7 separate regions of the Mus musculus genome follow, and regions 2, 3, 4, 5, 6 and 7 are each linked to region 1. Evidence: chromatin contacts called from public Hi-C, HiChIP or PLAC-seq and promoter capture Hi-C data. All regions are on one chromosome and are shown on one strand. Each heading gives the region's core, a stretch centred on a gene start, on an enhancer-like site or on the middle of the called end of the contact. The rest is flanking DNA. Distances are from core to core; before and after follow the strand shown. Region 1 holds the start of Lrmda (leucine rich melanocyte differentiation associated). Region 2 overlaps Lrmda (leucine rich melanocyte differentiation associated). Region 3 overlaps Lrmda (leucine rich melanocyte differentiation associated). Region 4 overlaps Lrmda (leucine rich melanocyte differentiation associated). Region 5 overlaps Lrmda (leucine rich melanocyte differentiation associated). Region 6 overlaps Lrmda (leucine rich melanocyte differentiation associated). Region 7 overlaps Lrmda (leucine rich melanocyte differentiation associated).

Region 1 (3,991 bases), core at 696-3,195:
ACACATTGAAGGTGCTGCCTCTCACAGTGGGTTCTGTTATAAATTGTGTGAAGCAGATGCTAGCAAAATAGTCTAACCCCAGAGCCAGATGGCGTAGGAAAGGAGATAATAACACCCCAAGGTACTCTGGAGCCTTCCTAGCTCCTCTGGATAATTTACCTTGAAATACTGGGCAGGGCCAAAAAAAAAAAAAAAAAAAAAAAAAAAAAAAAAAAAAGCCTTCCCACAAGTCAGCAGATGCCCCTGAGCTCTGTGAAGGTACCTGAAGCATCAAGTCTTGAGGAGGACAAGATAAGAACAAGGAAGTCTTGGGAAGTTTCAACCTCACTGTCAAGTTCTCCAGGAACTTGGAAGAAACTAAGCACAAAGAATGCTGGGACCAGAAATGCAGAGACCACAGTATGCAGGGGGAGAGGACCCTGCTTTGTAGGCAGATGCATGAGGGCAGGACCCCCTTCCCGGGCACACACCCCTCTTTCTAGGAAGCCAAACCTCCCAGAAGCCCCTATACCCTGGCTTAAAATAAGATTCTCCTTTTCTGGCCGCTCAGTGGAGGCTGACAGCAGCCTGGCAGGCTCACTGCTGAGCTCTGGACTTGTGCCTGTCTGAGACTCCAGGCAGAGCCAGGGATCCTAGGAGATTAGGCCAATAGGGGCAGCAGAGAGATGGCAATTCAGCTTATTTCCATCAATACCTGCAGGGTGCCTGGTGCATAGAAGTCACTCAATAAATGTATTCAGTTGAGGAATAAACTACCAGACTCTGTTTTTTTAAAAAAAAAAAAAAAAAATGGAGTAGTTTGGTAGGGTGCACCCAGCAGGTATTTGTGTTTCCCCTTTGTAAAACTCTGAGGCCTCTGAGGAAGAACAATTCCCTTATCCCTGATGCTCTGAGCCTAAAGGGAGAACTTTCACCCTGTCTCCCTAGGGTGGAGAACTTTGCATAGTGAGTGCTGGCTTCATGGGAGGCAAAGCAAAAGAGAAACTACTTTTTTTTTCAGCACATACAGGGTCCCTGCTCAGCCTAGGGGAGTTTACCAGAGACCTTACCAAAGAGCTGAAAACGGGCACTGCGGGGTGTCTACCATCCAGTCTTGCCATGCCTTAGTGACACCTCTTCAAGAACCAGAGTAAAAATGTAGCACACCCTGGGCCTCCACCAGCCTTGAAAAGGAACCTCATTGTGAAAACAGAGCTCCTCCAGCCCCCGGCCAGGCGACACTCTGTGGTTTTCGTTGTGGCTCTGATGACTCTGTGCGCTTTGCTGCCATGCCCCCTCCCCCCTTTCTCCCATGTAAATGTATCAGATCATTTGTACAGTTGCCCTGGTATCAATAGGTAAACGGTTGCGTATTAAAACATTTTTCTTGCACCCTAAAAGTTCTTCTAAAACCCGCATTGTGAAAGAAGAAACTGAACCACTTTTGGTGAAAAATATGAGCCACCAGCACTGGGTCGCATGGAGAAGTTAGTCCCTAAGTGTTGATCAGTGTGACTCTAAGGACAGAGGGAGTTGGGGGATCTCAACTGCTTATCACACCACTACAAAGTGTGGCAGGATCAAAAGAAGAGTCTGACCCTTCTTCAACTTGGAGAAAGTGTGGGTACTTGGCACACATCACCTGCACATGCGACCTCCTCCCAGGGAAAAGGCACTCAGGTTAAAAGCCTTGGAGACCCGTGCCCCTCTGTCCCTCCCATCCCCAACTGGATCCCGGGACTAGATGGGGCTCACTTGGACCGACTTACTTGAGTTCCACTGACCATGAGCCCAGCCATTGTGGCAGGAACCCAGCAGGCGGGCGGCACTGAGCAGGGTGGCGGGCGGCGCAGTTCCGCACTGGGAGGTCAGCTGACCAACGGAAGCCCTAGACTCCGGTCGGCCACCAAGAACTGTGCGCAGCAGCGCTGCCGCCGCTGGCTGGCTCAACCCGGTGCACGTGAACCTGCACCTCCGGGCAGCTCGCAGCGGGTGGCCCGCGGCGCTGCACCCAGCGTGGGAACCCCACGCGACTACTCCTCTCTCCTGCCCAGTTCCTGTCCGGTTCCTCTACGGCCCCCGCTCCCCAAAAGGTGCCCCTTCCAGAATCCAATGCCCAGAGCTTTATTGCATTCATCAGACTCAGACTTGAAGTGAAGGGTGAAGGGGGTCCCCATCGTGGACGTGTCAGCAGAGTTGCTGCTAGTTCCCGACTCAGAACTGGGCCTTCCCAGAATTTCACAATCTAGGTTACATAACCGTCCTCAACTGCTGGAAGGAGGGGCCTCTTCACTCAAAGTCCCCAGTACAGTCTAAAAAGTATGAGCTTGCTAGCAGTGGGGAATGGGTCTCCTGGTGGGATGGAGTTTCCATTTGTTAGAGAGAAGGCTACAAGGAAAGGTTGAATTTTCCCCTTAAAGTGTCAGCTGGTCATACAGCCCCTACTCTCTTCAGGCCCACCACCACCGCAGTAGCTGACAGTAATGAAAGTTAGGGCAGGAATATTGATAATGTCTCCTACTCTCAGGATCCTTTTGTTCTTATTCTCCTCCAAGGGAAGAGACATGTGTAAGAATCAAAGCTATTAATCCTGTCGGCAGCACACACACGAGCCTAAACACACATACGTGTATACACACACACACACACACACCCCTCCCACCTCACCCTCACCCTCCAGAAGGAAGAAGTGACCATTGTCACCTCCTGACTGGGAAATCCAACCCAAGACCAGCAGCTCCCACATTCCAGATTTCCCTCTGGAACCTTCTTCTTGCCTGCTCTTGCCTTCCCACCTCCACCCTAAGGATGGTGCCAGTCCTTACCTATCATTGGGGTCGTGGCTGATAGATAGGCCTAGAGCAAAGTCACGTTAGCAAGAGAAAAACACATTTAATCCAAGTTTTCCATGGTAGGGGAGCCTTCAGAAATGAAGGTGTGGTGGATGGGAAACCACAGGCCTGTAATGACAGCACTTGAGGGGCTGAGGCGGTATCTCAAACTGGAGGCCCGACGGGGCTACATAACAAGACTGTGTCTCTGAGAAGAAAATAGTGTGTATGTCCGTGTGTGTGTGTGTGTGTGTGTGTGTGTGTGTGTGTGTGTGTGCGTGTGTGTGTGTTCATGTGTGTGTGTATGTGTGTGTATGTATATGTTGGTATGTGTGTGTGTTCATGTGTATTCGTGTGTGTGTGTGTATGTGTATGTATTCATGTATGTTCGTGTGTGCATGTGTGTGCATGTGTGTGTGCATGTGTATGCATTCATGTATGTTCATGTGTGTGTGTGTGCATGTGTATGTATTCATGTATGTTCGTGTGTGTGTGCGCTCGCGTGCGCTCGCACAAAGATACAGCTCAGACTGGATGAAGCTGAGTTAGCTGAACAGGAATATGACGGACAAAAGGGTGCACTATTGAGTGTGTAAACATTAAAGGGAGAGGGCAGGAGAGCATCCCTCCCCCAGGGAGCCCACTGGGACTCTTCTGGGATCAGGATCTAAGGACTCTCCATCATACAAGGCAACTTGATTTCTTTGCGACCAGCTCCCACCCAGAAAGACAGCTTCAAGTAGGATCTCTAGGATGTAAGTCTTGCTCTGAGGGAGAGGGGGTCAGGTTCCCAGGATCCACCTTGGGGATGAGGAGTCTTGGCTTCTATGACTCATTTCTAGAGAGAGACGGTGCTGGAGACAGAAGAGCAGGAGACAGGAAGAGACTGCTTCTGAGGCTGAGCTGGGACCTTCCCTTCCCCATAATTATTATTACATTGTGTGTGTGTCCATTATAACATATATACATGTTCGCACTTGAAGAGGTGGATGACAGCTTTCGAAAGTTGGATCTCTCCTACCAAGCAGGTCCAGGAGAACTAACTCAGGCCCTTGGGCTTGACAGTGGTCACCTTTACCAGCTTAACCATCTCACTGTGCTCCCACCCTTTCCCCTTTCATTCTAAATGCTCATCCTGCCAGAGCCCTGGACTGTGGAGTGCCACTTTCTGAGTCCCTGCC
Region 2 (3,991 bases), core at 411-2,910, 890 kb before region 1:
CTCCATCATATTGGGATCCAGGTCTTCCAGGGATAGTTGTTGTCCTCTCCCATCAGCCCTGAGCTTTGCCGGAGGATCGGGATAGCATCTAAGAGACAGTGTTGTCTGGACATGGCTAGGTGCTAAACCCAAGTAATCTCATCAATATGGCTTCTTAACAAGATTTACACGATAACCACACCAGTTAGATATGTCCCTGTGGACAAGGGAGTTTTCTTAAGGGCTGATCCCTAGATGAAGGACTATAGGCAATAAATGGCTACTGAGAGAGGGAAACAGTTTCCTCCAGGGTGAGGTCCCTGATAGGGAATGCAATTCCAAGTGGTCAGCCCTAAGCACATACACACACATGCAACACGAAATCAACTCAGTTAAACTATAAATTCATAAATTTAAGAGGGAGAGGCGGAGTTGGAGGCAGGAAGAGAGCTAGGTGGAAATAATGTAAATACAGAATTCATATACAAAATTCTCAAAATAACTCTTAAGAAACCAACAAACCCAAGCTCTGACTCCTGATGTCCTGACTTTGGAATGATTAGAGAAAGCCAATTGTGTACTTAAAAGGAAGGAATAGACCCACTTGGACTAATGTGATCACAGGTCTGGATTATTAAGCAGATATAAGAGTAGCTTCCTGCTGCGCCCAGCAAGGCCACATTGGCTTCTGCTCAACCCCTCCTCATCTGAATACCAGGAAGCCTACCCAGGTTTCTCCCATTACCCTCAAGGCACATGGCAGTTGTTGTTCCAGTAAGTGTCAAACACCAGCCTTGCTGTATCAAATAGCTGTTCAAATGGTTCTCTGTAGCCTCCAGAAAGTCAAGCTATCAGCAGGAAGAAGCACTTTAGTTACTTGACATTTCCAGGGTTAGACAGGCTTCCCACATTGCTTGGTTTATGACTCCTCCCCTCCACCTTTAAGCACCTTTGCTCCAATTTTCATTTCTATTGCGACTACATCATCTCGTTTTTTGTGACCCTGATACAACTCTTTTTCATGAGGATTTTATGGTTACATTGTCCCCACCAAAACTATCCAGGACACCCTTCCAATCTCAGGATCCTTCATCATATCCACAACATTGCTTTCACAAAAGATGGACCACGTGGTTCACAAAAGAGGGCAACAGGACAAAGCCCTTAAAGAAGGAAATCCTCTTCTTGGAAAGGAAGGAGTTGCCCCTCAAATATCCTAGGAAGAACACTCCAGGCAGGAAGAGGGCCTGGGCTCTCAGTAGACAGCATATCCTGTGCTCCAGAAGAGCCAGGAAAGAGGGAATAAACGGGAGGAAGTCTGGGATGAATGAGGCCCGAGAGTTCTCAGAGCATCTCCAGCACCCTTGTAGAACGTGGCTTTTATTCTAAGTAAAAGCCAGCAATCAAATGAGGCCATTTAGGGTTGGAGATATTCTGAGGTCTTTCTATTTTGATTTTATTTTTTAGCTTGCACACGCACGGACATTTAAAAATGGCTGCTAAATGCCTCTTCTGGGGGAATGTGAACCGCTCATAATAATAATATAAAAAAGTGCCTTGGGCTTTCTTACAACTGGATCCATCAAAGGGTTTTCACTAGCAATTTGGGGAGCTTCCGCCTCTGGGCGCCACTGCTGTGATTTCAAAATAGAATTATCTCGTGCTCTGTGATTTCTTGAATCATTAGTTTTCCATTTTCTCTTCCTCTTTTCTTTCAGCTCCATTTTTTTTTCCTTCAGTTCAGCTGTGGTATGTGCAAGAAGTTTCAAAATAATGGTGGCTCGTGGGCAATTGAGTGAGGGACCCAGTGGGCAACAAGGGGAAGGGATCTTCCCAGGATGCAGATGGGACCTAGATATCACGCATCTGTTTAATCAAAGGTGTGGAGTCTAGCCTAAGGTCCAGCTTTAGAAGAACAAAGGGAATATCTGGCAGGAGACTGGAGGCCCTAGAGAATGGAAGCCAAGATAGTACCACTCAGTGCAGTTCAGGACTTGATTCTATTATCTCTTCCATTTCACTGAGGGAGCCAAAGGGCCTAGAACAAGGATGGGGCTTATTTTTTCCTTCCTTCCTTCCTTCCTTCCTTCCTTCCTTCCTTCCTTCCTTCCTTTCTTCCTTCCTTTCTTTCTTCCTTCCTTCCTTCCTTCCTTTCTTTCTTTTTCTTTTTCTTTCTTGGTTTTTTTTTTAACCATGTGAAAAATTCTCACCAGAATTACAACCATCATGAACAAAATTGAACCCTGGTACCACCCCTTTAATTACTTAGCTGACAGCAAGCAGAAATTCTTCAAAATTATAATAATCAACATTTCCAACTCATTATGCACTGAATGGTACTTATCTTTGAAGATTAATAATTTTAGCATTATCAAGGAAAAAATAACAAAATTACTTAATTTCCTTCTCAGCAGCCCCACCCCCACCCCCCAATTTTTAAAGGAACTGCTTGTAGATCCGGAACAAGCCAATTACTCCTGGTCCTGAGGGTCTTTATAGACCAGGATTCATGGGGCCTCACAGAATGAGCACAGCAGATGAAAAGGAAAAACTTGGGACCTAGGAATTGAAATCAAGTCCCTCCTTCCTCACCTCTGACTCATAAGATTAGATGCTAGACATAAACATTACCAAGAATCACCCCCAAGAATCCCCATTTTTAGTTTTTATTAGCACCAGGCTCCAGCTGCATGCCTGCTCTTCAAAGCCTGTACTGTATTTTGGGGTATTATTATTTTTTGTTGTATTCATTTAAATTGGTTTGCTTGGATGGCTTTAAGGCATGGTTTCATTCTGTAGCCCAGGCTGTCTATAGACTCCAGTCTGGCTCAGAACTCAGAGCTAACCTCCTACCTCTGCCTCTGATATGCTGGGATTACAAATGCTAGTGCCTACATCTGGCTGGGATGTTATCATTATTATTTTAGTTTATTTTTTAGTGAGAATCACCGAAGATGATAATCCCAGGCATGAAGGAAACAGGTACTCATAGGAGACTCCAAAAGAGATAAGGTTGGAGCCAGCTGGAGAACTTACAACCTACTTTAACCATATAGGTTAGTAGCAAAGGGAGAGGAAGTCAGATGCTACTAGGGCCAAGATGTGGGCTATGAGGTGTCAGCTTGTGACCGTGGAGACAAATCCAGAAGTGCTACAAATGTGTGGGAACGGAGACAGTCCATCCTCAAAGCCCATCCTAGATACTACACATTTCCTGGCTTATGTTATTATGTCATACAGAACACATCCATATTAGAGGATGTAAAATAGCTAGGCTGACACAGAAAAAGGAATTAAGTTAAAGTAGAAGGCATTCAGTTAGCTTGCAGCAGTAAAATCTCTCCACCATTTGTAGGAGACAAAAATAAAAGCTAGGACCCCAGGACATGAACAGCTCAGAGACAAGCAAGCTCATCACAGGAACAGTTTGAGAGTGAAGGGTCCAGGGATCCTCACCTTGTAAGATCACCAGTCTCCCTTCCTCTATGGTTACTGTGGCCTCTGCTGCTTTCTGTGTCCAAACCCTATTCTATACCCAAAGATTTGGTTGTATAGCTTTCCTCTGTCTAGAAACTGCCCTGCCTTCCTATTTCCTTCTGTCAGAGGTCTGCTCTAATCGACCTTCTCATACTTGGGCCATGCTAGCTCATGACCTCACTTTATTCTCTTTATATCATCTTGTTGTTTACTGTTTGTTGTCTCACTCTTCATGAGATGGTTTACTACTGTACTGCTGTCAGGTACAGAACTAACAATGTTTGATGATGATGATGATGATGATGATGATGATGATGATGATGATGATACCTTGGCTTCTATTTAACAAGCAAGAGAGAAAAGCCTTTCTTTCTGTAGTTCTCTTGACTTCTCACAGCATTTATTTGTTATTTAACGTTGTATTCCAACTATGCAGTGAAGCTATGCAAAGCCCCCACAGGTACCCAGGGGCCCTGTATTGTTATTTTGAGTATGCAGGGCATGAGTCCAAACCCACCCCTTTCAGTGCCTGTGC
Region 3 (3,991 bases), core at 481-2,980, 790 kb before region 1:
GAAGGCTCCGTATGTTCGTTCCCTTTCATTCACACACAGGACCCCTGGGTTTGTTGGGTTTAGCTTGCAAGTATCCACCCTGGTGTCCAGAGAGGCCAATGACACAGGGGCAGGAAACAGAAGGGGAGGTGAACCCACTGAAACAACAACGAGCCAAGAGAAAAACGACACTAAAAAAAAATTTATTTTGGGACTCTGGGTGCTGGCTTTGGTCGGCATGAAACTAATTCCACTGGCTTTTCACCACAACTCCCTATTCGCACGCACTCGCCTTCCTTCACCAAAGAACCCCGGAGAGCTCACTTTGAGGGCTAAGGACGAAGCTCAGCTGGCAGAGTACTTGGCCTGGCATGCATGGGGCCTGGAGCTCAGTCCCCAGCACTGCATAAACCCGGCATGGTGCCTCAAGGCCATATAATTCCAGTGCTTGAGACGAGGTTAGGGGAATCAGAAGTTCCACACCATCATGGCCGCCTAGCAAGTCTGAGCACTGCCTAAGATACAGGACAGTCTGTCCCCAAACAAATAAACAAATAGACAAGTTAGAGGCTGAGTTCCTGGCCTACCCCAAAAGTCCTAGCTGAAGCAATAATCCTTAGAATGTTCTTTTAAAACAGAAATCTGACAAAGTTGCTTTTCTGCTTAAAACAGCATGTAAAGTTTGGCCTGAATTTCAAGCTTTGAACATGGCCAATAAGGCCCCAGGGCACAGCCTTTCCTTCTTTGCAGGCCTGACTCTTGCCTCTCCCCTTGTTTGGCAAGCAGGAACCTGTCTGGCAGCTTTTCTATTCCTTCAGGTGCTCAGTCCTGAGATCCGGAGATCTTCACCGAATAGAATAATCTTTCTCCTGACGCTTTCTCTCCAGCATGCTCTGCCTTAGTGATAGTCCCCTGCTATACTGCAAACTCCCCACACATTTTGTCACCACAACCCTGAATAGCTGACTCATAGTAATGTCTCAATAAATTCTTGTCACACGATAAAATACATTTATTTAATGCTAAACAAACACCATCCTTCAGTCTCCACGGGTTCAAAGCAACAAAGTAAAAAATAAGTTAAAAATAAAACAACAAAACAACGTAACAAAGTAGCAAAGCATTTGTATCAGCCTTCCCAGTCACTGCACACTGTTTTCTAAGGGAAATAACCCCTTTAGAGCCCTTGATGCTCACTGAGTGGAACACACAGGGTCCTGCAACCCCCATTCCTCATGGGCAGCCTCTTCTCAAGGAGGGCCCTGTTGATTCTTGCTGCATGCAAGGGCTTAAGTTACAGCACACACTTTGCCAAAAGGAGTCATCAGAGGTTGTTTAGAACAAAAGAAGACTTCCTTCCCGGGGTTCAGCCTGATCCACAAGTGATAGAAACAAAAGCAGAGCCCGTGGCTTCCAAGATGCATTCAGAGTCCTCAGGCTGGGCTGGGGCTCCAACAAGAGGCCACTGGGCCCCATGCTAAGTGAAGCAGCATACGGCTCACTTAATTGGGCTTGCCTTTTATTATACTTCTCTCTTGCTCCTGCAACCTGTGATTTTTTTGATGAATGCATCATAAAATGTTTAATCCAAATGAAGACCAAAGGAGTGCAGGGAAGCATCCATTAGTCACTGCCAGATCCTCCAACGACAGGAGACAGGGTCTTAAGGACTGCTATTAGGGACGGAGCCCGGTTGCAATGCAGCCCTCGTGCTGCGCGGCTCAGTCAGCAGAAGGGGGAGCTGTAGTGTAACCTATTTGAGATGTAAATCTAGAGCTGGCAGTGCTGCAGATTAGAGACTGTGGTCGCTGCTGTCGGCCGGTCTACAGCAATACTATATATCCTGTCCTGGTCGGTGCAGGTCATTAACAGGACGCGGAATGGTGTTAGTAAATGTGAACATTAAGAAACCCAGGTCAGCAAAGGACGGAAAGCATGGCAGCCACACTTCAAGGGGAATCAACCCCCCGGGAAGGGGAGATTGCATGGATACAGAAACAGGCAAGTGACAGTGTTAGCTTTGAGTGACAACAGACGAGCCACCACAAACGTGATAGGGTGGTATCTTGACATGAGAGAAATTAGACATGGAAGAGGGAAAATGAGAGAAACAGAATAGGGGACAAGGAGGAAAGGGAGGAAGGAGGGGAGAGGAGAAAGAGGGAAGGAAGAAGAGGGGGAGAGGATGGAGGAGGGAACAGAGTAGAGGTCTTCTGTCCATGCCTGCATACAGCAACAAGGAAGGTTTCACGAACACACAGTCCCAGGAGGGCTGGAGGGACATTGCCCCTCTTTGTGTGGACCTTGCATAAAAACGGGACAAAAGACTCAGAACAAGGCCCCTAGCTTCCCGGAGCCGAGCCATAGCTGCTGCTTGGGCTCTATTTTTTGACCAAGTCAGGTGTCCCTACTGCCAAAGAAGTTTTCCTTTTTCCCTGACTCCAGGCACTTCCTGTTTCCTTCAAGTGGAACTCCCCAAGACTCATCAAATCCACAATTTAATTACATCTCAGAGAGAGAGGGAGAGAGAGAGAGAGAGAGAGAGAGAGAGAGAGAGAGAGAGAGAGAGAGAGAGAGAGAGAGAGAGGAAGGAGAAGGAGGAGTGTAAACATGACTTCTTTTTATCTCCCGATACATCTGGACAAGTAGACAATGTGCTAAAACAAAATAAATCTGCCCTGACAGACACATCAAAGGGGCTTGCAGCTACTTACAGCCCAGGAATGCAGTTGCTAAGCATCGGCCAAAGACTTATCAGTCCTTGGAAGAAATGCTTTTTTCTCCCTTTGAGGGGGGCGATGAGGAAGGCTGGGGAGTGGGAACCAGCCTGCAAAAGGAGACTGGGGATTTGCAGGGATTTTGAAGCTTAAAATGAATTGTGTGAAGAAAAGGAGTTTTGTGGTGGTTTTCCTTTTGACGTACGGCCTATATTTTTATAAAGGTTGCCCATGGAAAAGCCCTCCAGAAAGGGCTCTTTAGGATTTTAATAGAAAGAAGATTGTGAAAAAAAAAATATAAAAAACACTATATACAAAGTTCTATGGATTTCTCCAGGTGATTCAAGCCTAATGCTAGCTAGTCCAGGATCAGGGGAAATATCTCACACTTACCAGAGTCAGGAGGGATAAATCCTTAAGCAGCCATAATAAAAAGTAAATCTCCCAACATCATAAGGTACACACAATATTTTTTTCTAGAAGGCAGGAAATGGAGCATCTACTCTCAGAAACACAATAAAAATGTGAAAATGGAACCCCCTGGAGCCCCAAACCAAACCAAGTGTGAGGTGGGACTAGGGAAACAACTGTATGGGCTAACCACTCTCCATGAGAGGGAGAGGAGTTGAGTTTGGATTCACAGCACCTAGGGAAAGCTAGAGAAAGGAAGCAAACTTCTTGAATAACAGAGCTGGTTTGGACGTAGAGACAGGATGGTCCCTGGATTTCTCTGGCCAGCTAGTCTAGCAGAATCAGTGAACTTCGGGATTAGTGAGGGAACCTTTCTCAAAAATCAAAAAGATAGAACACTATAAATGGAGACGACTAACTGTGACCTCCGTGTGTGTGTGTGTGTGTGTGTGTGTGTGTGTGTGTGTGTGCGCGCGCATGTGCGCGCGTGCGCGAGCGCGTGTGCGTGCTTATGTGCACAAGCATACATGCACAGGACACACACATGCACACATGCATACACAAAGAAAACCGGGTATGAGCTGCCATGTGGAGTACATGCAATAAGTTAAATCTAGCTGCTCACCCCAGCTGCATACACAGCCTCACAACTAAAGCATTCACATTCAGAAACCAAATGGAATCCACTCTGAAATCTGGTGCCACCTTCAGCTCCCTACCCCTAGCTCAAGAGACAGAAACCAGTGTTTTATGTTTCAATGCGGTCTTCATCTATGGTGTTGAACTCATGAAGATCTCCCTCTTCCTATGATCACATCCTGGGGTGGGAGACTTTGTTTTTTCCCCTCCAGCCTGACTATAGGATTTGCTTGTGCTGGACTGAA
Region 4 (3,991 bases), core at 785-3,284, 760 kb before region 1:
ACCATGGATGGGCCTGGAGAGATAGCTCAGTGGTTCAGGGCACTGGCTGTTCTTGTAGAGGAACTGTCCTTAGGTCCAAGCACCTACCAAGGGCTTACCACCATCTGCCAAAACAGCTCAAGGTATCCAATGCCCTCTTCTGGCTTCCATGGGCACCAGGCACACACATGGTGTACATACATAATGCAAGCAAAACACTCATACACACAAAATAAAAATAAAGAAATCTTTTTGAAAAAAATATCTAGAAAGGATGGGGATTTAAGAAAGAAAACACTTTATAAAAAATATAAGACAAAACGAACATGGGGTAAAGTTCTGTATAAAATTCACCCACTTTCTTGTTGCCAAGACAAAATATAATCTATGAAAACATACATGTATGTATGCATATGTGTATACACATACCACAATTAGCCACACATTAGTATACATCTATTAGAGGTTCTCAGTCCAGGCTTTAATGACCTCCTTACTACATTGAGATATTATAAGTTTTTAGACCATAAGAAATGGAGAGGCATTTCTTCCTTTGTGTCTCATAAATGGCCAGTTCAGACATAAGCAGTCTGGCTTGGGAGAAGCTGAATCCTGAAGAGAATGGCCAACCATATTCCACAGACAGAATGAAATCATTCACTTAATCCCCGAACTCGTATCTAATGGATGTGAGTACATCTTGTGTTTTGTCCTAGGCACTAGAGGTTTGTGAGCAAAATAGGCAGAAATACTACCAGCCTTGCAACTAGTACAGAATTGGGAAAATACAGAAATCAAAAACACCTCCTTCACTATCCTACTAAAATCAGTTACAGACTCAATGTGGAGCCCAGTAAAATGTGCTAGCTCTTGTATAGGTTTTCTGTACACACTGCCATGGCTTCTGTGTCTTAAAAGAGCACAGACTTACTGTTTGAATGTTAGCCATTTGTAAACAGGTCCTGGTAGGTGAAATCAAGCTGCTTCTTTTGGATGCTGTGAGGAGTAGAAATGCTTGGAGTTGCCCCTGCCCTGTCTCTCCTGCATTTCTTTCTTTCCATCATCAAAGTGCACTCCCATCTCAGCCCTCTTCATCGCATCACCTCCTGTCCCTGTGACTTTCTCTGAGTCCCTCTACCCAGTGACTGTGTTTATACCAGGCCCATGTGAACAGCCAGAGCTCTTCGAGCTTTGACTGATGGCCTAGAGGCACAATGCTTTCTTGCTCGTTTCACCATTCCATGGTGAAAGACAACAAAACATTCGAGAATCAAAGATCACAAGAATGTTCAAGGTCTGGGTTTCCAAGAGTAAGTAAGATGATGTACTGGAAATGTGTACTGCTATTATTATACCGTTGTTACAATTATCCAGTGATACAATTATCATAGTTGAGCCCACGTCTTCGACTATACAAACCATTGCAATGTCCAGAACTCTCTTCCCACTACTTAAATTACAATCTACTTTGTAAGTCCCTGCCTTGTTCATTCTCTCTGCCTCCTCAGCTAGGAGTGATGCTGTTTTCTTCCCTTCCAACCTCCAGTAATGTAAGCACCAACCATTTAAGACTATGTTATTATCATTGTCATTATTATTATTAGCCACACACACACACACCCATGTATTGTGAGGAAGGCAGAGATGTTTGTCCTATTGCTTACTTAGCACAGAGATGAGGCCACAGTAGATCATTTTTTTTAGATCACTAAGTGACTAAGTGGACTGGTTCCAGAGTTTAGTCCTCAGGGGTCTGCATGAAAAGCACAGTTCCAATGTCACATTCAAGGGGAGCCAGCTGTGAGCTTCCTCATTCCCCTACTACACTGCACTCTGACTTCCAAAATGAAAGCAATCCCCATCTTTCCCAGACATCATGTACAAGATGATGCCCTCCCAACCAGGATGAGGACGGCTTCTGGCCTCCATCTGTGTGCCAAGTAGCACAAGTGTCTGCTATACACCCTGAGGAAGGCAAACAGGACACAGAATAGAACAAAGAGCTCACACCAGTCAAAGCCAGTTTGAGCCAGTCCGCACTGCTCTGAGAACTCCACCCCCCCTCCCTCCCAGCTGGCAAGAGGACAAGAAGAAGATCACTGACTTCAATCTTTGGCCTCCTAACCACGAAAGGACTTGTGAAGGTGAACGGTTTGCAGACGAAGGGGGATATAAAAGAGACAAAACCAGGATAAAAATTAAATAAAAAGTAGCTGTCTTAAACTGTAATTGCAGTCCTCTGCTGAGCACGCTTGCAGATATATAAATGTGATTTACCATCAGCTTGCAACTACAAATCAGGTCTTGAGAAACACTTGTGCTATGAAATTGTTTAATCTCATCAAGCTCTGCTTTCACAGCAAGCCATAAATCACGGAGTCTTTGTTATCATAGACCTCCACCAGCGCCTCTCTGGCAGGCCATGGATCGTGGGTATATATAATCTTGACTGCACAAACACTGGGGTCGACGCAGGCTGAAATACTTTCATAATAGCCACTGTGCAGCTGCTGGAACACAAGCCCATGATGGATATCTCATTTCCTACAGTCGGCATCTATTTCGAGCAAATTATTACCACATAAATTTCTTGTCAACAGAAACGGCCAATTAATTAAGTTAAAAATTTACTTGTGATCACATCTACAAACCAAATAGAACGGCAAGGCAATTTTCCAGTTACTGAATATACTGCAGGTCAGTTTAATGAATAATTTTTAACTTTGTCATAAACTCAAAGACAGGCTAATATCTCCAGAAAACTGAATGGAGACCAGCTGCCGACAGATTTACACAAAATATATTTATGGGGAATTTGATTGCTGACATCTGGGGACAGAAATAAACTTTCTATAATTACAGAGACATCTTTGCCATATATATGGATTTCTTTCACCCAAAAATGCAAATATGTCCTCAGGAAGGGTATATTTATATGTTCAGGCAGGGCTACAATGGGGTTCGATGGCTTTTGGAGAAATCATTGCATTAAATTTCTTTGCTAGTGATGGGTTCAGTATCATAGGGAGAGACAAAATCATGGGCAAAGACCTGTTTATCACTGACCCACACCTGTCCCAACCCCAAATCAGCTCTCTCTCTCTCTCTCTCTCTCTCTCTCTCTCTCTCTCTCCCCCTCTCTCTCTCTCTCTCTCTCTCTCTCCTTCTCTCTCTCCCTCTCTCTCTCTCTCTCCCTCTCTTCCCCCTCTCTCCCCCCTCTCCCTCCCTCTCTCTCTGAGGTGGTACACCACTTGGCACATGTCCAGCAGTGTAAGCAGCACTCAGAGGCTTTGTCAGGTAAGGCAGACGGACATAGCTTCCCCACAGAGCTGTGATGCCCATGAACCAGATCTGCTTGGAAAATCAGGCCAGCAGAGGGCCCTATAATAATTCCTCGTCCAACCATGTGTCTTTGAACTGAAGGAAAACCATGGTGTGTGTGTGGGGGGGGGGGGGAGGGATGTATGTGTGGGGGGGTGTAGGGGTAATTGTCCAGTTGAGTTATGGGCTATGGGTACAGGGACACATGGCAGATTTGATTACAGATAGGGATTTACTCAGCCAACTACTTGTGAGAGGTAGAATTATGACTTTCATAAGGGCCATCCCCTTACCTGACATGTGGAGAGCATTCAAGGTCTTCCAAATCATTGCTCCTGTCTGTCTCTAACAGGTCCTTTGACCTTGTCTCCAGCCTGCCACTGTTACATGAGATAGTCTCACAGCATGCCCTTTGCCTTTATGTTGCCATGACTCTGAGCCAACAAAGGAACTTTACATTTCTAGTCCACTTCCCATCATCTTTCAACTTTCTAGCTTGAAGATGGTCTCCATGGCTCCTTGACAGTATAAGAGACTATGGCTCTTCATTAGGACATATCCCTCCACCTAGAATTTGAGTGGCCATGATGTTACCTTGGCCAGAAAGGGCAGTAGTGAGTTCGGAGTCCGTGAACTCTTCAAGGAGATAGCAGGCAACCACAGGGTGGGGGTGTTGTCATGAGATTGAAGG
Region 5 (3,991 bases), core at 1,004-3,503, 730 kb before region 1:
TAAACATTACTACATTGAGCCATCCCAACTGTCTGCGATGTTAATTCTTTTGTTTTGTTTTTATAGATAAGGGAACACGTGTGTCTTAGGTCACGAAGCTTGTGAGTGGCAAGTGTCCTGGTCCTGGAAGTCTGCCTTTCCTTCCTTGTGATGCCACATGGAAAGCCAGAGTGCTGAGGTCATTCCCCAGGGCATTCCCTAACTGCTTGACCAGAACCTTAGTGCTCACCAGCCCTCCTGCACTTCAGTGGAATATGAGGGAAACCTGAGATATTCAATCTTCTACATGCATTTTGGCCATGTTGATGTCATAATCGCATTACCTATTCACGATCATTAGAAGATGCAATTTAAACCAAGATTTCTTCTGCTAAAAAAATGTTAGAACCATGGTTGTGTAGGCTTCTTTTTCATGGAGAAATCTCAGGTCATGCATGTAAGAATGCAACCTGGAATGAGCTGGCAGACAGAGATGACAAAAAGTGCTAAGCACAAGGTCAGGTCGGCCAGGAGTTTGGAACTGGAAAATAGGCTGACCGTATCTGAACTGCATCAGATAGCATAGTTCTTTGGAATGACGGCATCTATTGGATTGGTTTTCAGATATTGGTTTTGCATCAACAAAGAATCCCATGAATGAAGAAATCAGGAAGCTGTGATTTTACCCCATCCGTCCCTCACTCTGTATCTCCCTGCCTCCCTCCCTCTTTTGCTTTTCCTCTTCTTCCTCCTCCCTCCTCCTTCTTCCCTCTCTCCCCCACCTCCTCCTTTAATACAGGGTCTCATTGGATAGCCCAGACTAGACTGGAACACACTATATATCCAAAGGTGATCTTGAACACAGCAATCCTCATGTCTCAGCCTCCTGACTGCTATGAGTAAAGGTTCACATCACCAAAACTGACCCCCTACATATCTCTATAGCAAGATATTTAAGAAGATTATTCTGCTTTCTCATAATATTTTTATTTTTCTATTTATAAATCACTAATCTGAATAGGCTTCTGGGACTTTATAGACTACCAAAGGATCGAAGATTCCCTCTGTTTTCACCTGCCACTTGACTAGATGTGCAACCTTGGGCAATTTTCTTGGTCTCTCTGAGCCTTGGTTTCCGTTTATTTATTATTAGTTTTGTTATTATTAGTAGTACCATTTGTTTATTTATTTTTTTAATGGAGAGCATTCCATGAACCTCCTTGATGTTGTTATGAGGAGTCAGTAACAAACTGAGTACTGCTTAGGACAATACTCACTAAATAAATCATCATTGTCATCATCATCATCATCATTTTATTTTATTTTACATTTTGGTTTCTGGTCATTTTAAACTGTATCAGTTAAAGGTACACTTACCTGCAAACCATGTCTACTATTATTTAGCAGTGTCACACTTTTAAATATGCTGTTCTCCAGATGAGTAGCAAGGAAAGAATTCACTAGTTTCACCAGTGCTTTGAACTGTTAAGAAAAAAAAAGTACCCCTGGATACGATGGATGTGATGGATGTGATACTGCAGAAAGTCCCGGCTGAGTTAGCTCCCTTCCCTGCTAGTCTTCCCTTTGCTCTGGGATTGGACGTGATTTTCTTTCCCTCACTTAATTTCCCACTTGGAATTTGTATATAGACTCTGATAAGGAACCCCTTAAACTCAAACTAAGAGAGTGCAAGATTTTTGTGGCTAGAACTGTAATGTAATGTAAATAACCTGATCTCCCAGTCAACTGTGCCTGTCAGGAGGGTACGTGTGATCCTAGCTACCACAGCCCCTCACAGACCTTTGTTCTCCATTAGCGAGGTGCTAGTTCCACCAGCGAGGATGGTTTTATGACTTGGCATAAGCTTCTGCTGCTTCCCAGGCGCAGCAAGGGGAGTTAGTTCAGGGCCCTTGAAGACTTCTTTTGTTCTGCCAAGTTAGGGAGGAAAGAAGGGGTGAGGCTTGAAAGCCTGTTTGTTTACACTCAGTACCCAGCTCCCTGCCTTTTTCATAAAAGGAAAGGCAGCCAGCAGGAGACTCACAATCCTCAGCACTTCCCACTTGGTTCTTGCTGCCTTCTCCCACTTGTGTATTAAGCAGCCAGGCAGCTGTTGAACACATATTATCAACAAAGCAATCTTCTAGCCCTTTGATTCAAGCTATTCCTATCCTGTGCCCTGAAATAAAATGACTTTCACAATTAAAACCCTGAAATCAATGTGGTGTCTATTGTCATGTGTGCAAGAGAAACGCTTTAATTACAACCATAGTTAGATAATACAGTCATTACACCTCCCTAATCTCAGATATACAACCAGCACCCTCTGAGCACTTTACCACCCTTTCTTTGATTTTTTTTTTCCTTTTTCTTTCTTTCTCTCTCTCTTTTTCACCCCCAACATGAATGGCTTTTTATCTAAGCACTTCAATTTGCATGCCTTTGCTCTGAGGCAGCTCCCCATGATATGTTAATTGCAGATTGCTTTAAGTACTAAAAGATTAACATAAAACCCTTTGCAAACAAGCTAATAGTTTATGATAATTTTTGCATGGCCTTTGTCTGTCTATCACTGGATTGCCTCTAGCTGTAATTTTATAAAGAAGCTGTAAAATATCATTTAAACAAGTTCATTTACACATAATTATTACCAGAATCACATTATTCAATTTAGATACTCCAGCCTATTAACAATCCATGAACTAAAATGTAATTAAACTATTTTCCTTTTATGAACCTATTCATTACAATGTGTGGGAGATGGATCTCTCAGTTTCACTGCAAAACTCAGCACTTTGTTGTTGGAATTGACAAGTCTGGCACTCATTATGTGCTTTTAATTATATTAAAAGTATTGGGAGACAGCTCAGATAAAGAATATATTTAGAAACGAAAGCTTGGAAATGCCAAGATGGTGTCATCCCTAAATATATATTTGTTTTACTCCTGCTCTCTTCCCCATTTCTGAACAGTGAAAAATAAAATAAAATCAGGCTGGTTGTTTTAATTGAGATTTTCTGCTCTTAAAGTAATTTTTCTAATTTAAGCCAAGAATAAATACCTCATTTAATTAATGGTGTTTACTCATCTTTCCCACAGATTTTATCTACTTTTGTAGAACCGAGAGCTAGAATTAGAGCCAAGGAAGTCTTTTCTCCTAGTATTTACCGACAGACCCACAGTCACTTCAGATGCGGGGTGATGCTTTTGAGCTTTGATTCAGCACCATTGAACAGCGTTGGTTCTGATGCCAACTTTCCTCTCTGTGGGGACAACTGACTCAATAGGCAATGATTGATGGGCTTGTAAGAGGCAGCTCCCCCTGACCCCCAGCTCTGCTGTGCTGCTGGATTTCAGGGAAACGCAAGTGATTTAGTTAGAGCAGACTGAGTCTCTGGACTGGCTAGGCACCCCAGTCAATGTCAAAGACAACAGGTCACTCAGGTTAGGTGCTGACAGCAGCTATCAAAGAAAAGGATCCAAGTATCCTGAATCTAGCCCAAGTACTTCCTAGCTCCCACACTTACCAACGGGACTAGTTCATTTCTTTCTCCAAAGCTTTGCTTTCTAGGATCCTATTTCTAAGAAGGTCTTAGAAGGTTCAATATCTCCCTCTGAGCACAGTCTTGACTGTATGTGGCTATTTAGGATTTAATCACGACCAACAATTCCTATTAAACATCTGCCCTGCTCTCCAGTGTCCACACCAGCCATATGGCAAGAATGTTGACCGCCTGGGCAACCTGCAGATCTCTGGGCAGCCTGAACACTCTTCCTCATGTAGATATTTTTTTAATTTTCTCCTCCAAACAATGAACTTCCCCTTCTATACCTCAACACTATATCCTAGCCTAATCCTGCCTTATATTTGGCAAATAGTCAACCCATCACTGTAAGCAACAATATCTTCTACTTCTCCAGAGCCATTACTGGCTGTGCAATGGAAGCCTGGAAGATGTGTCCTGTGGTTCTCTAGCTTGAAGCCAATGTAGAGGTTATTTCCAAAGACATCCAG
Region 6 (3,991 bases), core at 1,070-3,569, 680 kb before region 1:
GTGCCTTAAACTCTAAATAAAATCTAATCAAGCTCTGCTGTGTGACCTGACGAAGGGGGAGCCCTGTGGCCCCTACCAACTTAGCTCTGAATTGACTGAGCTTTTCAAGTTCAGTTGTCAGTGTCCTGTACCTTGGTTTTCAGGGATGACTATATCTGTCCTTCTCCACTCACCAATTCTCCTGCCCAGGCCTTGTGCTTGCCAAGCTTCAGATCAGATGTTAGGGCTTGCTACTTCATTTCTCTTCCTTTCTCTTTCTTTCTTTCTTTCTTTCTTTCTTTCTTTCTTTCTTTCTTTCTTTCTCTCTCTCTCTCTCTCTCACTCTCTTTCTTTCTTTTGACTTCATGATTGCTCTAGTCAATAAAGAACCCACAATGCTTTCTTCTTTCTTTCCCCTGACATATCAAACATTTTCCCAAGTACCCCATCTAGAGTATGCAGGCCTTAATATATAACATTTGACAGAGTAAAGAGATCTGGGGATCAAAATTTCCCATGGGACAAGACAGAGCACAATACAAACAATGTTCTTCTGCTGCTTCATGGGAGAGCCCAGGGATACTGATCCCACTGCAGTGTCAGCTGCTCCTCACTGGTGTCTACCAAGCACCAAGCACTGGCATGGAGCACTGTTCTTTCCTAGTGTTTTCCATAGTTCTCAAAACAATGGTTTGAGGTAGGAATTGGCACATCTCCTTTATATTTGACAAGAGAAGTTTAGAGATTTGTGCCCCCTGCCCCCATATTCAGTAAATGGCACGCAAGTTTCCATATAGAAGGTTAAGATATCAGGCCTACTATCCAAAGAAACGGTTCTATCAAATGCAACAAAGGACTTCCCACCCCCAGATAGGACCTATTACCTATTCTTAACTTCTAGATACCTGGTGTTAACTTGTCCTTTACCAAGGACACAACATAGGAGAGACTGCAAGGTCAAGTCTTTAGTCAAGACGATTTGTCTGTTCCTATGACTCTTGACTTGCCTGTTTCTGGAATGTGGAAGGAATTGAACAAATGCTTCTAACTTAATTTACTATTAAGAATCCTACAAAAAAGGAGAAGGGGGCCCAGGAGGCTGTTTTTGCTACATGTGAGAGGAGCTCCTCCCTCCAATATTTTGAGGACTTAGTTCTATGTAGGAGTGTGTATGATTTCAACTAGTAGAGGTCAAAGGAGAATATACTTCCTGGGGACTTACTGTGACATTCAATTCAATAACAGAGGAAACCAAATAGCAGGCTATGCTGTCATCTTCTGTCTTCTACTCCTGAACTCAGAGGAAAGAGACACTGTGGTGGGATGATAAGGCTAGGCAGAGTTTTCAGGAAGATTATTCCATCCTAGACTTCAAATAAGATACAGATTAACAGATATAACAAGGTAGAGTCAAGAATGTGTATCCTAATGTACAGGCATGTTAGTGAGGCCAAGGACTGGGAGGAGCATATCAGAATATGGGAGACAGGAGAAGGGACTCCATTGTATCAGCCCAGTCTAGGGACTGGCTTTCTGGTGCTCTGAATCCTCTTTAAAGTGTCTCCTATATCCAAATGAGCCTGAGGATATCTCTTTAGCTTTCTGCCAAAGCTTCAGATTTGCCCTCCTCTCAGACCTTGTCCCAACTCAGCTTCTTCTGAGTACTGAGTTCTTGCTTTTAGGAGAATAGGTGGAATCTCAGCCATGGATGGGATTTTAATATTTCCTGTTACCACATTTCCTCTGGAACACAACTAACAGACACTCACTTTCATCCCAAAATGTATCCAAGGACGAAGTCCCTCCCTTCAAAGCTCCCTCCTATCTGGGCTCTGAAGGAACTCAGGCTAAGGGCTTGAAGGCCCACAGCAGATCTATAACAGCACAATGCTGAGGATACTTGGGCTTCCTGAAATTTGGGTGTGGTATGGATGCATGTGAGTTCTGCCCACTCCCTGCTTGATGAGCACATGGATGGACTCTGATGTTGATCTTCATGTTCACTTAACTTTGCAAAGGACATTCTTCCTGCAGAAAGCCCACTGAATACAGGTTTCCATAAACAGTGGCTTCCTCTTATGCAGTAGACTTAGCCAGTTATCGGGTATTCCAGGCCCTAACAAAGGGAGGTCACTATCTTCCTAACACCAAAGCAAGTTTAGTCTCTATACAACTACATTATAGGGCCTCAGTGTACCATCTAAAATAAAGTATTTGGAGCTCATTTTCTATGATCCCTGGCAGCAGCTTCTTTCCTGTTGACAAAATAGCCCTAGACTCTTGCAAAGCATCCACATGTGATGCCTAGTCTCCCTGCCACCCTGTTCCCATGTGACTCTATCTCATCAACTATTCTTTACAAACTAAGAGTGTTCCAGATGACTCATGTTGCTCTTTGGCCAGATATGGGTCATAGGCAAACACCTCTAACCTCTGTGACTCAGTTGGCTCATAGGCTCAAAATTGGCCAAAAACTTACTTTCAGTTTTAGAGAGCCGAAGAGACAGGTCTTTTCTTTTCCTCCATTTCCTCCTCCTCTACAGGACCCCCTTCTCCTGTACTCCCTTTGAGCAACCTAAGTTGCAGAAACATTGTTTTCAATCAGTCATCAACTCTACTCTCAAGCAGTGAACAGCAGTCTTTGGATTAAATAGAAAAGGAAACGAGGAGGGTAGGTACACACAGTCTGGTTTCAACTAGGTCTTCAATCAACAGCTCTTAAAGGTCTAAAGCCACAACCAGAAAATCCTCCAGGCTGCTAGTCACTGTGCTTGGCAACCTAGCTGTTCTCTTCCATGACAGGCTCATTTTGTCCACAAATGATGTTTCTAAAGTGTTCCTCCCCACCTGCAGGAAAGAGCACCGAGAGCTGAAATAATGATTTCCTCAACAAGCGTCACTGGGCATTTCTCAAACAGGAGACAAAAAACATGCTCCCTCTTGAATAAGATGCTTTTCTGGATAGAACTGTGCTTGGAGCTCCAAGGCCAAGTTGCCACAGAAGAGATTGCTTTCCTATTCTGGTAGACCTGGCCCTTTGTAGGGCACAAGCTGAGCCGATGATATCTACTGAATAGAGTTGGTCTTGAGAAGAGATGCCAAAGGAGGGACATTTCTCAACTATACCTAACTCTACAGCACAAGGAGTTTTCAGAACTTCTTTTCCCTAAACCCTCAGGCACTTTCTAGAATGGTTCTTGGTTTTCTGATAGCTCTATTTCTTCTTAGTGTGGTATCTGTCTTCCTTAAGACTGGTTAGTCCCAAAATACTGTTATACTCTAAGGACTTATTACTTGTCCAAGGGCTTCTGAGTAAAAATGTCCCAGAGATTATTTACCCTATTATAGTCAATTATTGTGCTTTCATGGACACAATAAAAATATTGATGTGGGAAGGCCCACATCAACCAATGAAAGCAGCAATCTGTACCTTGAGGGCTTTGTGATTTCTTTCACAGCCCAATCCACTCAAGCTGCTGTTCAGGCAGTACTCATCATGGTCTCTCTGGCCCACCATAAAGTTGTCTCTAAGATGCATGGATTGCCCAGACCGTCTGAGTACTCTTTAGTGAACATCTGCTTCAATTTTTAACATGATCCATGAAAGCTTTGGAGAGGTAGGTGTGTGTGCAAGACTCACTCACTTTGTGATCCTATTTCTCTGGGATTAAATAGTATCCCCTCCTCTTTTTGTGTCTATTACTCTTGCTAAAAGGAGACATAAGACCTGTCTCTGGGTATAGACAGGAAGGCTACTGTCAGACTGGCACAAATAAGTGGTAGTGTGGGAGAGCAAAGACAACAGAATATAGCTTCGGGACTAGATAAATGAGGGGTTCAACAGTAGCTCAACCCCTTCAGACAAACTTCAATCACTTGACTTTACTATAGTTATCACTTCTGGAAAAAGGTTATATCATATATGGCCTGTGAGGATGAGACCATGAAAGATAGCAGGCAGTCAACAAATGGTGGTTCCCTTTCCCCATCAGCTCATTGTCTACAATGTAAA
Region 7 (3,991 bases), core at 1,048-3,547, 630 kb before region 1:
GTGGGTGCCCCACATTAATCCTGCAGGGCCCAGAGTGGTTCCAGCCCAGTCCAGCTCCAAACACAAACCATGTGCAAAGACTAGCGTGTCAGGAGGCGCTCTCCTCAAGTCCAAACTGGCAGGCCTTGATGCACCAAGGACCTGGAAACATCTGCAGTTTTGTGACTCTTCCCTGTTTCCATTCCCACAAAGCTTCCTGTGCCTGCTCGGATCACAGAAAGGTCGCAGGCTCCATCTGGCTACCCTGCCCCCTCCACTCTCTCCCTCATCGCTCTCATCCCCCCTAAGGACTTTCTGCCCATTTTGTCACTTCCACCTGTTCTGACAGGTTCCCCTGCCTGACCTCAAGATAGCCCTTGGGGACATTAATCATATAACAGCCGGAGCCGTGAAAGAAACAAGGGTTTGGCTGGATACTGTTACCGTCCCTGTCACCTACTAATCATGTCTCATGACTCGGAAGGGCTTAATCAGACGGCCTGCCCTCTCATTAATCATCTAGGCTCACTCAAACTTCACAGAGAGATTAAAGTTTAGTCTCACTGGCTCCCCATGCCTCCTCCCACTGCAAGCTCCTCTAAAAGTTTCACCAGGGGGAGGTCTCAGGTTCCTCCTGCTTTGCCAACTGTCAGGGTGACTGCAAGGGTCTGATGCCTACCAACTGCACGCAGCTACACACACACACACACACACACACACACACACACACAACCCCCCACCCCCCATCTCTTTCTACTTCTCACCTTTCTAACCATCTCACAATTCAGGGACACAAAGCTCAACCTCCCATGAAATGGGAAGTTTGGGGACCATCAGATCTGGGAAGTCAAACAAAAAACCCGGAAGGACGGAGGAGCTCTTGAACCACCTCAAAGAACTAAGGAAAAGGACGTCCCTGTTTTGTCAACAGCAAAGGAAAGTTAAGCAAAATATTTGTCAACGGTTTCTTCAAAGGGGCGGAGGCGCAGGCAGCTGAGTAATGGTTCCCTGGCAGCAAAAGCCCTCCCCACTCAGAAGGCGCCAGCAGCCCCACGTCACCCGCACTTGCCACTATGCTGAAAGGAGAGCTTCCAGTGGGTCAAAAATAGCCTGCATCCTTTACAAATTTGTTTTAGACCAAAATAAAAATGATGGGAAGAACACCCCAGAAATACCTGGTACAAGAGAGCAGAATGCATTGCTGGTTTGTCCCAGTCCCTAGTACCCTCTGGATTGTAACTCTCTGGGCTTCAAAGGGCTGGAGAAACAGGTCCCAGCCAGAGCCTGCAGCAGCAGCTGCCCGCCCCCTCCCACTGTTGGCTTTTTGCTCACTCCGGGTGCTGTTGACTTATGAAGTGCTGTACAATTATGGGCAACAAGGATAATATTTGCCCTCAGAGTCATGAGAGAACAAATATTTTATCAACATCTAAATCATCTCTCATCTGGCAGGAGAGGAGGAGCGCCCGGGCTCAGTGGTACATGCTTAAGCCGACAGAGAGCCGCCTAGGGAATCTACCTGTATCAACTTGACCTAACAGAATCTGGGACTATGCCCATTGCAACCAGCCCTCCCTGAAGATCCACAGTGCCTGTATCCTTCCAGGCACTGCCCACCATCACGTCTTATCCCACAATCACCACCAAGGAAGGTCCTGTCCTGAGGCTGTGTTCATTTCCAGAAATAGGAACTAGACTCCAGGCTTGGGAAGGTGGGAGACTTCTGTAGATATTTTGGGGGGCAATGAGGGCTTGCCCTGTTGTTGTGTTTGTTTCCATTCACCGATCCTCTGTCACTAGTCCAGAAATGACAGTAGGTGGAAACACTATCTTTCATTACACAAAGTATAAATAGTGTAATCTATCAGCGCCGTCAATCACAATGATTGATTACACGCTGTCATAGAGAAGAGTGACATATTAGAAAAGTTTTGTTAACAATGCCTATTGCTAGTCAGCCTGCCACCGAGGCTGGTGATTAATGTGTTGTCAGCCTGTAATCCCACACCCTTGGCTAATGAGGCAGGAATTTATCATCTTTACAGAGTGGCAGATGTCAGGGAGAAAGGAATCCAAGTGCTGGAAACAATATACTTTTTCTTACTAGGCCTGACAAGTCTGACAGGCCGAGAAAAACCACAAAGCAGCTTTGTATAAGCACCAACCTAAAAGAGGAACTTTTCATTTGGCATCTTAGCTTTAAATACTGCTGTAAACCAGCCTCCGTGGCTTTGGGATGGGGTAGGGTGGGGGGGCACGATTAAAAGAGCTCACAATGAGAAGCTCTGTGAACTTTGTACCTCATCCTCACAGCCCCAGACCTGGGAAAAGGTTACCATGGCAAGCAGACAGCTTTCTTCTTTGAGAGAAGCTGGCAAGAACTCTTCACTTTTACCTGTGACCTTGGGGCTGAGGAAGCAGGGGGTAGGGGGGTGGGGGAGCTGGAGCTGAGGGGTAACCTGCTCCCCCATCACCACCTTGTGCTGGCTTTTACCTGGAGACAAGGAGTTGTGTTCGGAAACACTGCTCCGGTTGTTTTGTTTGGTTTTGTTTTGTTTTTTGTTTGGTGGGGGGCGGGAGGCGGTGTTGGGAGGGAGGCAGGAAGCAGGGAGAGATGGGAAGGCATCTTCTTATTGGCCAAGAAAGGCAGCATGGTGGACAGGGAAGATTCCTGACTATGCCTCTCCTCAGATTTCCTCACTTAACTTTAAGGCAGTTTCAGATTGGATTTTCACTCGCTTCCCTACCATCTTTCTTCCATCCCAACATTGGTTTCTCTTTTTCATCGGAGACTAGCAGGCCTCCAAGCCCAAGAACATGTAAGCAGAGACAAGAATGAGAAGAGGCTCCCTGAGACCCTTTTAAGAACCGCTTATTCGCTTTGTGACCTCTCCCTTAATTCTAGTAACTTAAAAGACCCTCTGGGGCACATGCTCAATTGTCTAAGACAGTCCAAGATGCCTATGCGTATTTCAACTTGACCTGACTGTCCACTCTGTCCCAAAGACTGTGTATATCCTACCTACCGTGGAGACGTTCACACTTCCCAGACAACATCAGAGACACTGTTGACTAGAAAATTCAAATGCTACCACCACCACCACCACCACCACCACCACCACCACCACCACCACCACCACCACCACCACCACCATCATGCCCCCCTCTTTCCTGAAGCCTTCTGCCCCTGGTTAAGTTGCAGGAAGAAGTCAAAGGGGAGTGGCCTAAGTCCTCCAGTTTGGAAACTTTGTTCTTCGGGAGCCTAGCCAAAATGTCATGTGTTGCTTATTCTCACGTCAGTTTCCAAGGAAGGGGGCAGATCTTCAGTGGCAACATTCTGACAGATGTAACCCTTTTTCAAACACATACCTCCACTAATGTACACAAATTCGAAGTGTAAAGAATAGGGGTGGGGCTAGGGGGGCAGCAAGGAGAAATGCTCTGCCTTCTGTCAACGGCACCCTAACACCCTCAGGCTAGAACACACAGCAAAGCCCTGGGTAATTTAATCTCCAAAGGCAGCACTCTGGTATTGAAATTGCACTAGGATCTCCAGAGCTGGGCCACACCCAGTACAGTGAGAGATGGCTTTAGCAGGCCAGGAAACCGTAGGCCCAGAAGGAAATAAAGGGTCACACCCAGGCCTTGTGGGTCTTCCCCACCCCTAAGGTGTTGATGGCTGCCAACCTGGGAGAAGTACTTCCCGAGGAACAGCCTGGGGTCAGAGGCTGGACAGTGGGAGGCTCTTTGTGCCTGCCCTCCTTCTCAGGCTCTTTGTGGGGATCAGTGCAAGAGGCAAGCTGAACCGTGATGTTAATCAGGCAGTACTGAGTGAAGGGTGATGAAGGCCGGCGCCAGCTCCACTCTGCCTGTCCAGGCTGTTCTGGCCAGAGATCTCCCTTGGTGATAAGCAAGAGAGCTGTGCAGCTACCCTTAGGCCCCTACCCTATAGTCCCTGATGTGCACACAGTGAGGACACATGGACCCTCCACCCCAGGTCTCATGGCAGAAG

What was found. Promoter capture Hi-C pulls out the DNA fragments that hold promoters and counts their contacts. A called contact is a pair of places that touch in the nucleus more often than the background predicts. HiChIP or PLAC-seq counts read pairs in DNA pulled down with a chosen protein or histone mark.
Region 2: a contact with region 1 is called in an H3K4me3 HiChIP or PLAC-seq map of bone marrow-derived macrophages, with 3 times the contacts expected there. The contact joins the enhancer-like site here to the promoter of Lrmda in region 1. A contact is called at or near these places in 3 of 39 promoter capture datasets (frontonasal cranial neural crest, second pharyngeal arch cranial neural crest and stem cell-derived epiblast-like cells), 1 of 484 Hi-C or Micro-C datasets (uterus) and 9 of 115 datasets of contacts at active chromatin or transcription factors (acute myeloid leukemia, bone marrow-derived macrophages, craniofacial prominence and 6 more).
Region 3: a promoter capture Hi-C map of liver shows a contact between it and region 1, with 11 times the contacts expected there. The contact joins the enhancer-like site here to the promoter of Lrmda in region 1. A contact is called at or near these places in 6 of 39 promoter capture datasets (embryonic stem cells, liver, maxillary cranial neural crest and 2 more), 2 of 484 Hi-C or Micro-C datasets (Sertoli cells and bone marrow-derived macrophages), 13 of 115 datasets of contacts at active chromatin or transcription factors (the SCID.adh cell line, acute myeloid leukemia, a beta-TC-6 cell line and 9 more) and 2 of 9 other capture datasets (adipose tissue and macrophages).
Region 4: a contact with region 1 is called in a Hi-C map of uterus, with 4 times the contacts expected there. The contact joins the enhancer-like site here to the promoter of Lrmda in region 1. A contact is called at or near these places in 6 of 39 promoter capture datasets (embryonic stem cells, hippocampal neurons, liver and 3 more), 2 of 484 Hi-C or Micro-C datasets (bone marrow-derived macrophages and uterus), 8 of 115 datasets of contacts at active chromatin or transcription factors (acute myeloid leukemia, bone marrow-derived macrophages, embryonic basal ganglia and 4 more) and 1 of 9 other capture datasets (macrophages).
Region 5: a contact with region 1 is called in an H3K4me3 HiChIP or PLAC-seq map of embryonic basal ganglia, with 4 times the contacts expected there. The contact joins the enhancer-like site here to the promoter of Lrmda in region 1. A contact is called at or near these places in 1 of 39 promoter capture datasets (embryonic stem cells), 4 of 115 datasets of contacts at active chromatin or transcription factors (embryonic basal ganglia, embryonic hindbrain, embryonic midbrain and 1 more) and 1 of 9 other capture datasets (adipose tissue).
Region 6: a contact with region 1 is called in an H3K4me3 HiChIP or PLAC-seq map of bone marrow-derived macrophages, with 5 times the contacts expected there. The contact joins the enhancer-like site here to the promoter of Lrmda in region 1. A contact is called at or near these places in 3 of 39 promoter capture datasets (cranial neural crest, hippocampal neurons and liver), 3 of 115 datasets of contacts at active chromatin or transcription factors (acute myeloid leukemia, bone marrow-derived macrophages and embryonic basal ganglia) and 1 of 9 other capture datasets (embryonic stem cells).
Region 7: an H3K4me3 HiChIP or PLAC-seq map of embryonic basal ganglia shows a contact between it and region 1, with 4 times the contacts expected there. The contact joins the enhancer-like site here to the promoter of Lrmda in region 1. A contact is called at or near these places in 4 of 39 promoter capture datasets (embryonic stem cells, hippocampal neurons, maxillary cranial neural crest and 1 more), 3 of 115 datasets of contacts at active chromatin or transcription factors (acute myeloid leukemia, bone marrow-derived macrophages and embryonic basal ganglia) and 1 of 9 other capture datasets (adipose tissue).

Annotation. Positions count from the first base shown.
Region 1 is chr14:22,017,666-22,021,656 of GRCm38.p6, reverse strand. Lrmda (leucine rich melanocyte differentiation associated) reads right to left here and starts at 1,945. Exons shown (of 7, transcript NM_028275.1): 1 at 1,749-1,945. The coding sequence starts at 1,778. Gm41106 (a long non-coding RNA gene) reads right to left here. Exons shown (of 2, transcript XR_874397.2): 2 at 2,852-3,991.
Region 2 is chr14:22,910,775-22,914,765 of GRCm38.p6, reverse strand. All of the region lies in intron 6 of Lrmda (leucine rich melanocyte differentiation associated), which reads right to left. Among named protein-coding and RNA genes, the nearest start is that of Gm30783, 20 kb to the left of the region's middle. Within about 2 kb of position 1,660, at least 2 of the 459 cell types and tissues checked have an H3K27ac peak or open chromatin away from gene starts, as enhancers often do. A contact at or near this core is called in bone marrow-derived macrophages, where this site is marked.
Region 3 is chr14:22,806,185-22,810,175 of GRCm38.p6, reverse strand. All of the region lies in intron 5 of Lrmda (leucine rich melanocyte differentiation associated), which reads right to left. Among named protein-coding and RNA genes, the nearest start is that of Gm30926, 6.8 kb to the right of the region's middle. Within about 2 kb of position 1,730, at least 77 of the 459 cell types and tissues checked have an H3K27ac peak or open chromatin away from gene starts, as enhancers often do. A contact at or near this core is called in adipose tissue, bone marrow-derived macrophages, forebrain and 1 more, where this site is marked.
Region 4 is chr14:22,781,869-22,785,859 of GRCm38.p6, reverse strand. All of the region lies in intron 5 of Lrmda (leucine rich melanocyte differentiation associated), which reads right to left. The region is part of intron 1 of Gm30926 (a long non-coding RNA gene); the gene reads left to right. Among named protein-coding and RNA genes, the nearest start is that of Gm30926, 18 kb to the left of the region's middle. Within about 2 kb of position 2,034, at least 60 of the 459 cell types and tissues checked have an H3K27ac peak or open chromatin away from gene starts, as enhancers often do. A contact at or near this core is called in liver, neural tube and uterus, where this site is marked.
Region 5 is chr14:22,744,198-22,748,188 of GRCm38.p6, reverse strand. All of the region lies in intron 5 of Lrmda (leucine rich melanocyte differentiation associated), which reads right to left. The region is part of intron 1 of Gm30926 (a long non-coding RNA gene); the gene reads left to right. Among named protein-coding and RNA genes, the nearest start is that of Gm30926, 55 kb to the left of the region's middle. Within about 2 kb of position 2,253, at least 45 of the 459 cell types and tissues checked have an H3K27ac peak or open chromatin away from gene starts, as enhancers often do. A contact at or near this core is called in adipose tissue and embryonic basal ganglia, where this site is marked.
Region 6 is chr14:22,698,804-22,702,794 of GRCm38.p6, reverse strand. All of the region lies in intron 5 of Lrmda (leucine rich melanocyte differentiation associated), which reads right to left. Among named protein-coding and RNA genes, the nearest start is that of Gm30926, 100 kb to the left of the region's middle. Within about 2 kb of position 2,319, at least 12 of the 459 cell types and tissues checked have an H3K27ac peak or open chromatin away from gene starts, as enhancers often do. A contact at or near this core is called in bone marrow-derived macrophages, where this site is marked.
Region 7 is chr14:22,647,782-22,651,772 of GRCm38.p6, reverse strand. All of the region lies in intron 5 of Lrmda (leucine rich melanocyte differentiation associated), which reads right to left. Among named protein-coding and RNA genes, the nearest start is that of 4930405A10Rik, 110 kb to the right of the region's middle. Within about 2 kb of position 2,297, at least 58 of the 459 cell types and tissues checked have an H3K27ac peak or open chromatin away from gene starts, as enhancers often do. A contact at or near this core is called in adipose tissue and embryonic basal ganglia, where this site is marked.